2 separate regions of the Mus musculus genome follow, and region 1 is linked to region 2. Evidence: chromatin contacts called from public Hi-C data. All regions are on one chromosome and are shown on one strand. The core of a region is the stretch at or near the end of the contact, and the rest is flanking DNA. Distances in the headings are between cores, read along the strand shown.

What was found. A called contact is a pair of places that touch in the nucleus more often than the background predicts.
Region 1: a contact with region 2 is called in a Hi-C map of bone marrow-derived macrophages, with 29 read pairs. The contact joins two enhancer-like sites. A contact is called at or near these places in 1 of 484 Hi-C or Micro-C datasets (bone marrow-derived macrophages) and 4 of 115 datasets of contacts at active chromatin or transcription factors (embryonic stem cells, large pre-B cells and microglia).

Annotation. Positions count from the first base shown.
Region 1 is chr10:84,411,359-84,418,231 of GRCm38.p6, forward strand. All of the region lies in intron 1 of Nuak1 (NUAK family, SNF1-like kinase, 1), which reads right to left. Among named protein-coding and RNA genes, the nearest start is that of Nuak1, 26 kb to the right of the region's middle. Within about 2 kb of position 1,428, at least 74 of the 459 cell types and tissues checked have an H3K27ac peak or open chromatin away from gene starts, as enhancers often do. A contact at or near this core is called in bone marrow-derived macrophages, where this site is marked.
Region 2 is chr10:84,142,106-84,149,384 of GRCm38.p6, forward strand. No RefSeq gene overlaps it. Among named protein-coding and RNA genes, the nearest start is that of Gm40727, 35 kb to the left of the region's middle. Within about 2 kb of position 2,121, at least 21 of the 459 cell types and tissues checked have an H3K27ac peak or open chromatin away from gene starts, as enhancers often do. A contact at or near this core is called in bone marrow-derived macrophages, where this site is marked.

The sequences.
Region 1 (6,873 bases), core at 178-2,677, 270 kb after region 2:
CTTGGCTGAGTGAGGCCTGTATCCTGGGAGCTGATTCCTGGATGAAGCAGACACTGAACACACACAGGCCCTGGAGGATGTGGGTGGCTGCTGGGCCAACTTCCACATTCCTTCAAAAACTAAAGATGGGCCAAGGTCAGAAACCACCACCCTCCTCTGGGTACGCAGCACGCTGAGCTTGACCTCAAGGAAGCCCAACTGTCAAATCACGATAGTAACACATTCCTTCATCATCCAGGGTCAGAGAGGTAAGGACATTCTAACACATGAGAAAATGAGCCCACTGTCCAGGCCCTGCAAGAGTCCAGCGGCAGGCCAAGAGCCTTGTGGTGCCCCTGGCAAGGCAATACTTCTAGCCGGGCATGAGAGGGAAGCGCTCACATTCTCATCAAGCCCCACTCAGCACTGCAGAAACTCAAAGGGCACCACAATCGTTAAAAACCAGGGTGACTGTCCTTCTAACAGAAACCTCTCTGGGAATGCACTGCGTCTTCCATTGAAAATGTTGTTCCCATTGCAAATGGGCCGGGTGGGAATACAGGAGAAACGAAAGCCAGGAACCACTGAACAAACGGACTGTAACTGCCAAAGCAGAGGCTGGCCTCCACTGTGGAGATGACCCTTCCAAGGTCAGCCAGCCAACTAGTGGCAAACCAAGAAACAAACACAAGAATCCTGAGAGTCAGCACTCATTAACCATCTAACTTGCAAGCCAGATTCTGTGAGGTGCTCTGTGTGCTGTGATACGGCATCCAGCTCATGCCAGCCTCTGCTGTGTGTCTTCCCTCTGACTGGCACTGCCACGTCACTCCTTCTAGACCCTCCACTCACTTCAGGACATTAGATAACAACTAAAGTCCTCTTTCTTCTTCTCTTGTTTGCTGCACACCAGGACTATTTGTATAGGACCCAGACAACCAAATGGGACACTTTTAAAAGGGTGTTAAGAACAGAGACCCATAACCACAATCCGTAAGTGGGTATCTGCCTCCAGAAGCTGAAGGATAAGCTGGGCCAGTGCACAGATGCTACGAGGTAAAGGATAGAAACATGGCTCGGTGCCCTGGCTAAAACCATCCTCTAGCTGTGTGGCCTTGGGCCGGTTGCATAACCTCTCCATGCCCCAGTTTCTTCATCCATTCGTAAGGAACTAACAGAATCTGCTTCGAGGGCCCTGCAAACACTGCATGGCAGGTGCTTAAGACCATGCTTGGACCAGGTAACTGCTCGGTAAACATTAGCCGCTTTTACTCTGAGTTAGCATCCCGTAAGTAGAACCTCCTCTCTTCCTTAAAGCAAACTTGAAATTCCTGCTAGTTCCTCAAGACACAGCAAGAGATGTGCTTACACATGGAGATCACATTTGCTTGCCCCAAAGTACAGGCAGGACTAGAGAGAGACTGGTTTTGTAATGTAGTCACCAGCGCAACTTCCTTCTTCCAAATCCCCACCAGCTAAACAAAGAAATGCAATGAACGGGCCATGATCTCAGCCTTCATGACTGTGAATGTTCATTCTTTTTTTTTTTTTTCTTCCTTTTTGAACGCCTGTCCCTGACTAGGCCACACATGCAGGAGGACACAGCCACCATGCCCTCAAGGCAAGAGGTGGTAGGGAAACACAGGTGAACTGTTGAAGAACAACAATTACAAAGAGAAATGATGTCACTCCTCCCGCGGCCAAGCCATCTAAGAACTATGCAACCTCGTGTGGCACGACAGAGGAAAGCCCCTCTCTCCAGTTTTTCACCTCTCACATCTCTCAGAACTCACAGAGAGAAGGAGTGAATAAATGGAATGACCACATATCTTAAATTATACATCTTCCCCTACCCCAGGTCCACTTCTTTCTAGCACAAGGCTGAGGGTGAGCTTGGGGCGAGAGGCTCAGGGGTGTGTGTGTGTGTGTGTGTGTGTGTGTGTGTGTGTGTGTGTGTGTCACACTACAGCCACGTTCATAAACGTTGCCCAGTCTAGACAGCACTATGCGATGTGTAAAACAGTCTGCTTTTAAAAAAGGTCACCCTATAGTTTAATGTAGAAACCTTATGCAGTAGCAGCAGGCTTAGCCAGGGAGTTGTGAATTCTGCCCTGTGCTGAGTGCTGTCAAAGGCACACTCGGCCCAGCCAATTCCCATCTCTTGTTAAACATAACAGACTCAGTCTCCTCTATGAGGTTGGCAGGCTTTCTTTCATTGACTAATCCCCCCATGCCACCTGCTCTGCAGCCTGCGGGCATCCTCTTCCAAGATAGCTGTTCAGTGGATGCTGAAATCCTGGTGATAAGTGGGGCAAGGGCAGGAGAAAGAAAGACAGAGGCCGTTTGCTCAGGCTTGTTCCTGGAGGGATGTAGCTTTGGGCAATCCCAGACCCCACAGCTCTCTCTTTCCTCACCTGTAAATGGGGTTGAAGAGCCTGGACATCTGTTCACTGAATGGTAGTGTTTACAAAGCAGGCCTGGTTGAAGGATACAGTGATGCAGGTTCTGTCCCATGGTCAAGGAGTCATTAGCACAGCAAGTCATAGCATGGGCTGTTCCCCCTCATCATCTCCCCCCATCCTCCTCCATTCTTATACAACGGCAAACACTGGTGGACAACGTAATACATTTCCAGAGAGACCATGGAAAGGATGCTAGTGTACAGTAGGCCCTGCTCTAGCTCACGGAGGAGACTCTACTCTAACCAAGGTAGTGATGGTCCCTCCGGTTTCCCAGTCCCCTCACAGGAATGAGTAGTCATGCCCTGCCCTATATTGGCCTGCAGATAATATTCTAAAGCAGGACCTCTTAAATATGGCATGCTTGGGCATCTCGTTAAAGCATATTCTCTGGATCTAGAAGTGTGGGGTAGAACCTGGGATTCTCTGTAGTGAGCTCTCAGCAAAGCAGTGATGCTCGCCAAGGTAGTGAGCTCTCAGCAAAGCAGTGATGCTCTCCAAGGGACCATGGGTTTTGGGAGCCTCCTCTGACTGCTTGTCTGTGGTCCTGACACAGTAACATTCATAGTAAATAGCTAACATTTTTTGTTCTTTTTTGCTGTGTTGGAGATTGAACTGGGGCCTGGGGCATACTAAGTAAGCACTTTGAGCCACGTGACCCACTCTATTTCACGTATTCTTTTAGATACAGGGTCTCTCTGGCTTGCCAAGACTGTCCTGGAAATAGGTCTATGCTCAAACGACTCTTAAACTCGTTCCCTGCTAGCCTCAGCCTCCTAGGTGGCTTGGATACCAGTCTATGCCATCAAGCCAAACTCCTGATGGTGTTCCTAGTAAGAGCAATAACAGACATTTAGCACGTGTTCACAGAGAGCCCACAGAACGTATTTCATTTGGCCCTAACTACAACATTATATAGTGAGACACTGAGCCGAGAGGCTGTGGATACAAGGAGGATGAGTATGGCAAGGGTCAAGGAAGGTGGTGCCTGTCTTTAACCCCAGCACTCCATAGCAGAGGCAGGAGGATCCCTGTGAGTTCAAGGCCAGCCTCATCTATATAGTGAGTTAGGGAGTTCCCAGGCCAATCGGGGCTATACAGTGATGTGCTTTTCTCAAAACATAGAAACAAACAAAACTAAAGTAACAACAACAAAGTCAGAACATTGACACTGGCAAGTGTTGAAGAATCCAGAGTTTTCAAAGGCCAGTAGGATGGGGCTCCTTGGGAATGAGGGGCTAGGGCTCTGAAGGAGGGGTCTGGGGGAGTGAGGCTCCCAGGGACAGGCAGATCATAAGCATCACTTAGAACAGGAGAGCATCTAATCCCAGCAATGCCAGCTGGCAACCCATCTGCTCTGCCGTTCACAAGGTGTGAGCTCACACCTGCCACGTTCCCATTCCATGTACCACCGAAGGAGCCACAGGATACGTAATCAGAGGCAGTGAACGTGGTCTTCGCTTCTTACCAGGGAGCCCAGGCTCCAAAGCAGGGAAGCAGGCAGCCATGTGGTAGGGCCAGTGTCTGGGGCTTTCACCCTGGAGCTCGACAGACTTCTCCATATGGGCCACACACACCCCAGATTCCCCAGATCACCAGAGGGCCTTGATTCAGAAACCCCTGCCTGGATCATGATAATGCCACCCAGAAGCCTATGTTGCAACCCAAACCCTAATCAATTCAGTGACCCTCCACTCTGTGTGGAGGAGCAACAAGCTGCCAGGATCCAACAGGCCACATAGGGCCCATGCCAGCTCTGCCTCAGGGCAGGTGGCTCCTCGGCCTTCCTTGCTAGCCTGTTTATTCATGTTCCTACATGGGTGTTTTTGCAGACAAGGAATAGAGGAAAGCCAAGAACTGGATGTGTGTGCCCTAAGGCAGCCCACCCCTGCAAGAAGTTCTGAGAAATACAGACCTGTTCTCTACCCCGTCTTTCCTAAAACTACCATTAGAAACAAAATAATTCCTTGGATGATTTCAATTTTTCTTCTGCTATGAAAAAACAATGTGGTTTAGCTCCAGATTTTAAACAGTGAAAGTTTTGGGCCAGCTCAGAGCAAATACTGGGGACATCTTTGTCTACTCAGTCACTCTTCCTGTTTTGTGTCATCCCACCACTACCACCTTCCCCTCCACCCCCCACCCCATCCCGCCCTGCAAGGGCTGTGCCAAGAAAGTCCATGCAGAGTACCAATGCTGCAAGAAGAGGAGCTGAGGACTAAGAGACCTCAGGGCAGATCCCCCGGTGTTGTATCAGGGTTTATGAAACACAAGCTAGTGGCCATGGCTGACCTGGCAGAAACCAAGAAGGGCAAAAAGGAAACACGCGGGAAGGTAGTGTTGGGCGATCGTGCCAACTGTGAGTAAGGAGTTGCCCTCGGAAGGGCAGGCAGGCTCTCTGAACCAGTGGTCGGTCTGTCAGGAGATGGGCAGTGGATGCTCCAAATGGAAGAGAGCAAAGCAGGGTTAAAATGCAGTGAGGGGGGTGGGACGGGGCAGGGGATGCCTGGTATCTATCACAGGGTTTGGTTTGTTCTGTTTAAAGGGATTGACAGGGTGGGTGATGAAGGAGAGGCTTGTCTGTGTTAAGAGTAGGTCTAACTATGTTTCCTTGGCTGGCCTGGAACCCACTATATCAAAGGCTTTATGTCTCGGGTGAGTCTACTATGTTCTGAGACTTAAGAATTGTAATCTTGCTAGACAGTGGTGGCACACAATTTTAATCCCAGCACTCTGGGGGAGGCAGAAGCAGGCAGATCTCTATGAGTCCAAGGCCAACCCAGGCCACACAGAGAAACCCAGTCTCGGAAAAACAAACAAACAAACAACTGAACCAACAAAAGAATTGTCAGCTTAAGTCACCAACACATTGGCTCTTACTATTCTTTAACTTAAATATGGCACAGTCACATTACATACCAAATAACTGACAGAAGCAATGAGCTGCCTGTGTATACAGAGGGCAGTTAAAAGTGAGCCGCTTCCTGCAGGAAGCCCGTGGCTGGATCATTTACCTCTGGCATATGGGAACCTTGCTGCCAGGAAGCATTTCACTTGCCCTGGCTCAAGGTGAGCCTGTGGGTGACGCAAGGGCCACAGAAGCCAAAGCGGATGGGTGACTTCACGGCCTGCACACAGCCTGGGGCGTTAAATAACCTGCTGGTAACATCAGAGAGGCTCACTCAGACATCCTCAGATACACAAAGGCACTGGAAATGTGAGGCTGGGAGCTGTGCCTAGAATCACCAAACTCCTGTTTATTTTTAGCTCTGCACATTTCTGAAAGCCAAGCAGCACAATTGACTTGTTTTAGTGAATGCGTGTGGTGTGTATGTTCGTTTATGGGGGTGGGGGCACAAGGAAGAGTGCCGGGATACCTGTGCGTGCATGCGCAGCGCAGACCAGAGGTTGCTGTTGTCTTTCTAGGTCACTCTCCAATATATATTGGGACAGGGTCTCTCACTTGAATCCAGAGCCGACGGTGTAAGCTCATCTAGTTTGCTTGTTTGGAAGATCCACCTCTGCCCGCCCTGTGCTGGGATGACAGGTGGCCCAACATGTCTACACTGCCTTTTATATGTGTGCTGGGGATCCCAATTCAGTTTCTCATGCTTGCACAGCAAACACTTGTGTACCCACTAATCCACATCCCCAGCCCACGAAGCGTAGCTGGTTTCCTCCCAGCCGACAACTGCCTTGAGAAGAAGGTAGAAGGGAAGAGCCTGAGGCTGGCTGAGCAGATAACCTGGAAGACCTCCACCTAATTTCTGATTCCCCTGCTGCTATTTAGAACAGGACTGTAGTAAGTCAAAGCTGGACCACTTGTATTTATGGACCTGTGGAAGTTCTAGGGGACCCCTGCGAAGCCAGTATCAGTACCTGGGCCTGTTGGTACTTTCAGGAACTTGCTGGGAAGGTTCTAGGGTAATCGAGTCACATGCTGTTTCCTCGTCTGAAGAGGAGGCTGCTCTCAGGTCTAACCTCGGAGGCCAGTACAGGGATCGCATCAGGCTGTGTACAGGATGGAGGAGCAGGGAGAAAGCAAAGAGAAACCAGGGCACTGTCAGGAGATGCTGGAGGTGTATGGATGGTAGAGCGCCCCATGCCTACCTCCCTAGTAGACAGAGAGGAAACTGAGTCCCAGGGTAGTTAAAGTAAAAGCCCAGGTTCCCAAGCTTCACAATAAAAGGCTACAAGAGAGGGACTAACAGTCCGAGCAGGGAGTCCGGATGTAGAACCTGGCGCACGAAGACTTATTAACATTTACAGGTGAGGCAGGCTCCTGTGGCAGAACTCTTGCATTATTTATAAACTGGGAAAGGAAATGACCGCTCTGTCTGAGCACACTGGCAAAATATGAGTTGTTTCAGAGCTTGGCTCAGGATTTTAACCTCCCTCTAATGCCAGGGAGATGCCCTCAGCTGTGGGAGCGGTG
Region 2 (7,279 bases), core at 871-3,370:
TATATTCCATCTGAGAATCTATAAATAATTTTGAATAGTGGGTTTTTTCCTGCCACATTGCACACTTCTGTAGTGGTATATTGGTTAAACTGCTTTGGCTTCTTGAAGATCATGTGTGTGCTGTACCCACCTAAGAGCTCTCTGGTTTCCCAAATGAGACACACACACACACACACACACACACACACACACACACACACACACACACACACCAACTAATTTTTGTATGCCTTGACTAGCTCAATGGCTGAACATTTCTAATCCTCCCCGTGGCTAGAATAATTCTCTCCTTCAACTTTCCTGTGTCAACTTGCTAAGTCAACATTTCATTCCTGTTACCCCAGACCCAGTGGGGGAGTGCCCACTAGGACCATTTTTTGGGATTCACTCCTACACCTAATCCCTCTGGTTCCCCTCCTAGCACTTCTGCCTCCTCCTCCTCCTCCTCCTCCTCCTCCTCCTCCTCCTCCTCCTCCTCCTCCTCTTCCTCCTCCTCCTCCTCCTCCTCCTCCTTCTTCTTCTTCTTCTTCTCTCTCTCTCTCTCTCTCTCTCTCTCTCTCTCTCTCTCTCTCTCTCTCTCTCTCTCTCTCTCTTGCCCACAAAACCTAAAAGTTCTGCCCCGTCTCTCTGCCAATGGCTGTACAGTAATTCTCTATTACCAATTGAAGCCAGCTGGGGGCAGGGACTCTCAGGTCTACAAGCACAGATTTAAGACAAAGCATTAGAACCAATCCCCAACATCTGAATCCTGTTTCTGATGCCCAGCCCCATTACAAGGCTTGACTTTCATCCAGTGAGATGTGAGTTGACATGATCTCATTTTATTGATGCTTCAAGTGTCAAGCAAAAATGGGAAAGTTAAAATTCCACTAGATAGACAAACTGTTCTCGGATATTCTCAATTCACATATCATAAACATTAGGGGCTTGGAAGGTCATTGGATACTATAAACAGCCCGGTAACACTTGGGCATTGTGTTGCTTAGAGGAAAATGTTCGAGATTCATCACTCAGAGGAAAAGAGGGTTTGAGAAAACAAACATAAAAGTCCCTTTGCAATTTCCATTTTAGAATAGAAAGAATTTGGGGGGGGGGCAGAGCGTGGTCAGTGTTATGGTTTGTAAGCACGTGTCTCCTGGGAGAGGCTGTACTGCCAGACAAACCTGGCGCCTTGGTGGTTTTGACACTGTTCCCCCTCCTGGATTCCTCTCTTCGAAATAGAACATTCCTGCCTCCCCCACCCCATTCTAACCTTCTAGTTTTCCATTCTCAGAGCATCAGTCTCACTTTCTTGTTTTATTGTTCCCTTCTTTCTCCGATTAGATGGACAGTAGCAAGCACCACTTGGATCTCTTGGGTTAGCTCTGGTGTGGAGGAAAAGTGGTTACTTTTGCAGAAGAACCAGATGCTATTTTTGTGCTCTGTGGCTTTGCAGGGAATTTTAGTTTTGCAAGAGGCTGTGTTTTATGTATTATAGCCTTAGATTTCAGCTTGTTGCACTGGATAGCCAAACCCTAGTTTTTAATTTCATCTTGCTTTGGCTAGTAATGATGAGTCTGGAATTGGAAACTAGATTCAGAAGCAACTCTTTCTTTTATTCCTGCAAAAGTTCCCCTTGTTCAGTCTCAAAAAAAAAAAAAAAAGAGCTAAAATTGAAGTAAGAAGAAAGGAGTTGGGAGGAAAGGAATGACCCAATGCCCCAGTCCCACTGATGACTGTGTTATCCATGGGTGGGGTCATCCAGATGTTCACTCCTCCAGATGTGCAGGCTTTCCCTGCTCAAGGCAGACCCACCTGTGCTGTGAAACCCTGATATATTCTGAGGCCAAACAGCTTGCCTTCAAGTCACAATGTAAAACTCAAAGCAATCTTTCCTCAGCTGCTGGGTGTTCTGATTGTGGCTTGGTTGGGTCTGCAGATCATTCAGGCTTTGGGCTCCCAGAGAGAGAAGAGTCCACTTGTCCAAGGAAATGTCTGTAATACACGTTAAGTGGCCTGCGAGGGAGCCTTCTCATTTATTGGCTGAAACATGAAACGGAAAACATGCAGAGAGCACTGGGGCCCCACAGGCTCTGCTCCTTCCCAGGAAATGGGGTGAGGAAAGATGAAGCAAACACGTGATTCCAGGCAGCCCACATGCTTGGGTGTTTCACAATGCAAAAAGCATCTGTCCAGTGGAAGTCCTGGGCATGAGCATTGGAATTTATAGAGACAGATTGACTTCCAGTCTCTTGCCGGGATTCCATTCCCACTGCTACAGGAATAAACTTTTCCATTAAGCAAGAAGAATTTCATCTCCACTCAACTATGCTTATTTAGGCATTGGATGCACACATACTAAATGTCAGTGTCTGTGGTGGGGGCTGAGGCCAAAGATGAATAAGGCAGAGACCCCTGTGTTCAAGGAACTTACTCTGCAATGGGAAGGAGAAGCTAGAAACAACTGGCACAGCCCTATAGACTCTCTGAGAATAGAAAAACATTCTGAAGAACTTGGGAAGCAAAGTGGGGAATGTGGAGCCCTATAAATGGTGTACTGGACATTTTGCTATTTGAGGCTAACAAAGTTCCATTTCCTTTTCCTCTTTATAACATCACTTTACTTTTTACTTTGTCATTCACCTTTCACAAGCAGTTGTCTATATCACTAGCCCAGAAAAGCCCCTGGATTGATTAATGCTCAGTATGGTGTCCCCTGTCACGATGATCAGAGTCATTCAGGGTTTAGGGCATATAATCCAGTCCAAATCTGTGTATTCAGGATGGAGATTGCAGGAGGCTTTGAAGGCAGAAGCTCAGCTGCTTTTTAAAAAGAAGCACTGAGAAAATCAGCTTTCCTTCCAGCTGATGGTTTTCCAGGGATTCTTTGTTCTGTAGGAGAACCTTGTGCTGGGAGGGTGTCACCAGAGGTTGAAAACAGAAAGGAAAGGAGATTTTGTGCTCTGGTTCAGGCATGACAAGCATTGTCTAAAAGCCATTGGGTAACTCAGAAGCTCTTTAGTTGGGTGGGTGACAAGTCCTCTTTATTTTCTCAACTACTATGGTCTTCTCTAATACTTTCTGTGATGGCTATTCCTGGTTGTCAACTTGACTACATCTGGAATGAACTACAATCCAGAAATGGAGGGCACACCTGTGATCCAGATCTTAAGTCTAGAAGGACACAGACTTCTGACCTGGATCTTGACATGGAGTTCTTGAGGCATAGTGGCCATGAAAATTTTAGGCCCAGGCAAGGTAGTACACACCTTTAACCCTAGGATACTGAGGCAAGCTGATCCCTGAGTCAAAGTCAGCTTGGGACAAAGTAAATTCCAGATCCAGGCAACTAGGAGGAGGGTCTTAAAGCCCAAGCCCACAAAGACTCATTTCCTCCAGCAAGGCCTCACCCACTCCAACAAAGTCACACCTCCAAATAGTGCACTCCCTGGGCCAAGTATATTCAAACCACCACACTTGCATTCAAAGATAGAGAGAAGAATTTCCAGGAATAGCAACTCGCAATTGTGCAGCATATTTCCCATGTGCCGATCACTCTGCTACACACTTTCTATAATTCTCATCATAACCTTAGGAAAGAGGGAGTCTCAGTTGTATTTTTACATATTAGAGAATTAAGAGTTTTAGAGGATAGAGGGATAGTTTAGCGGCAAACCACTTGTAAAGCCCTGGGTTCAATCCCCAGAACCACAAAATATAAATGAATAAGATTACATAGGTGGAATAAATTGCCACCAAAGCACAAAGAATATATTTGCATATTGCTAGGGGGGTCCAGTCAAATGGGGACCGAAACTTGCTATTGGATTAAGTGAGGTAATATACATCAGAGATCTTAGAGAAAGCCTTTTGGGTGCATGTAGAGATGAAAGGCTGGATTAAGTTCACTGGGGATGACTAGACATCAAGGAAAAGGAAAATACCCATGCGAGCATTTTGGAAGAAGTTCAGCAAAACTCATCTCTTCAAGCCTAAGTGAAATGTACATGCTACCAAAAGTCAACTGAGGCTGCCTTATAGTTCCAGAGGGTCAGTCCTTTATCATCATAGTAGGGAGCATGGCAGCATGCAGGCAGACGTGGTGCTAGAGTTGCCAAGAGTTCTCTATCTTGATCTAAAGTCAGCCAGAAGGAGGCTGTCTTCCCCAGGAAACCAGAAGGAAGGGCTCTTTTCCACACTGGGTGCAACATGAGCACCAGGAGACCTCAAAGCCCATGTAAACAGTGATACGCTTCCTCCAACAAGGCAACAATTATTCCAACAAGACCACACTTCCTAAAAGTGCCACTTCCCTTGGGCCATGTCTTACACATGCCAGGCAAACACTCCAATCCTGATCCTCATGTCTGCCCTTCACATTTCACTCTTCTGAGGTGTAAAATCAGGAAAGTCTTTAGGGACATAAACCATCTCAGCCCTGTGATCTGTGCAGCCTTCCTCTGCCCTTTGGTGTCTACTTGGGAACTTGTGTGTTGCGACAGTCAGTCTTCTGGGACACGTCAAGCTTGAGCCCTGCTTTGCACCTCAATGTATGATCTTGGGGAAATTCAATGAGATCAATTCCCTAACATCTAACTCTGTAAGGGAATACAATACAGGGCAGGGCTGGAAGTGACAACTTCCCTGAAGAATGTTAGGAAACTCCCTGACTACTCTGGGACACTGTGGGACTAGAGACCAAACTCCACCAAAGACCAAGTGGACTCTTGCCCAGTGACTTATGTTTGTCACGTGAGGAGAATAAAGGGGTGGCCTGAACACACATTGAAACAGCTGTCTCTGGATCCAGGAGTGCAAGGCTAGCCTAGAATTCTCACATCCTGAAGGGTTGCCAAGCTTGTCCAGCAGAGTCCACTAGACCTTGGGTGTGATGTTAAGACCCGAATCCTGTGCCTGCTCCAATTCTACAGTACTGGGAAACATTTTGTTGACTCTGAGATGGTCTCTGTCCTAGAGGGGGAAAACAGTTTCTTCTGTATCTAGCTTCTTTTCAAACAAGTATTGGCATAAGATGTACCCGAGGTACCATAACCACCAGAGTGTACTATCTTGTTGGAATTTTGGACTCTTAAATAAGCCACCAGAATCACTCACTAGATGCTTGAACTGCTTTCCACTTTCCTAAGTAAATGATCATGTACCTGTGTTTTAACATCCCCTGGGGCCCAAGAATTGCATGCCTATCTTGGTCACATATTATGTTATTTTCCTTTCAAGGCCTAAGAATTCCTCAGTAGTTATGAACAAAACTCATCTTCTTGGATCTCTTTGCTTCCTGGTCATAGAATGATTGTATTATCTAGGATTCTCACCTAGTTTCACAGTTTAGACTAAGTGTGGCTAAGCTGGAACACCCTCCTTGTCAAACAAGACATAAGATTATCTCAGGGTCAACGAGGTCGGTTCTGGTCTCACTTCCTTAAAAACAAAACAAAACTGACATTTAAAGAAACTTGAGTTACTTCCTAGATTAATCAAGAGAGTTGCTTTCTTCAGTAGGAAGGACAATGAGGCCAAAACCTGATGAATTGGGAGGACTGCATGTGTTAGGAAGAACCAGTTGACTCCCAAGATCTAACCCTTCTGTTCTGATGGCTATTGTGGAGAAAGCAATTGGAAGCATTGTGAAAAATGAGTCATTTCAAAAGGACAATTCATAAATTACATGAATTGTCATGTATATGTTGTGGTTTTACTTGCATTGTAGAAACCTTCAACACTGGAAAGTTTTGGCCAAGCAGTGTAGTACTGCATGCTGTGTGGATTCTGCAGTCTGCAGTTGAGCTGATTTCATCAGACTCTTCTGGGAAGTATATGAAAATCAGATTCCTGGGTGTCATCTCCTAGTCTCTAAGAGGCCTAGAGCAGTTGTACTCTGGAAAGCTCTGGAAGCTTTTTACACGATGACCCAGAATGAAAACAAGGAATAAGAGTACCAGTTTTATTTCCAGTTATGCCTCCACCCCATTACTCTGTCTCAGATATATTCTAGGCACAGGAGAACCATCTGTAAACACACAACGCACACATCACACACATCACATGCACATCATACATCACACACATCATAGACATCACCCAAATCACACATACATCACACACATCACACACATACATACACACATCATACACATCACACACACATACACATACACACATATCATATCACACACACATACATACACATTACACACACATCACACACAATACATACATGTCACACACACCACACACACATAATGCACATAACACACACATATACCTACACACATCACACAAAATACACACACATAATAGACACATACACACATCAAACATATATAACACACACACATCACACATATACATACATCACACACATACATCACACATACACATCACACACACCACAAATGCCATAAAAGTCAGCCAGATGTTTGGTCTATGGCTGGTCTATGTGATTTAACTTCTTGATGACTTCATTTCCAGAACTATAAAAAGAGGATGGTGACACCTTCATCACAAGGTTGTTGTGATGTTTAAATAAGTATATATGCAAGAAGAGTTTGCCCCAGAGGCTGGGCTACTTGATAAGTAGTATAAAAAAAAATAACATTAAAGCTAGAAGTGGGGAAGAAAGGTTGTGAGTGTCATCCCATGGAGATGTTTAAAGAGCAGCTATCCCATCCAAGTTCATCCATAACCCATGCTTTGTGACTTTCAGTGACCTTCCTTCACACACTTTGGTCTCACGTGGATACTGAGGGACCTATGTATGAAGAGAAACATTAATGTCCTATAAGCCACCAGTCACTCAAGCATACTTCAAAAAACCAGCAACAGCAGCTGGACTCATTGCTGGCTTTCTTCTAAACCATCTGAGCTGCTGGCATTCACACTGACATGGGGCCCAAAGTCAATCACACCATCCCAGATATGATATGAAGTCCGAGCTACACAATCAAAGGGAATTCAAGTGGAAAAGAATTGAATTAGTGTTTCTGTTCAACTTAAGGTACCTGGCAGACCCAGGAGCAGACCCTTGTCCCTGCCACATGAGGTCAGGAAGAATGGAGATTTAGAGAGAAGTGTAAAGGCTACATAGGATGAGAACACAGGGAGTGGTCAGGGCTGTAGGGGAAGCTGAGATCCACTTAGAGTGTGTCAAAAGCAGAAATTGTAATGAGGGCATCTTGGACAAGGCTGTGATTCACTGTCCAAAATTGGGCTGGGCTTCTTGTTAGTGGGAGAATATCACAGTTTTGTTTTTGATTTTGCTTTTATTTATTATCATTATTAC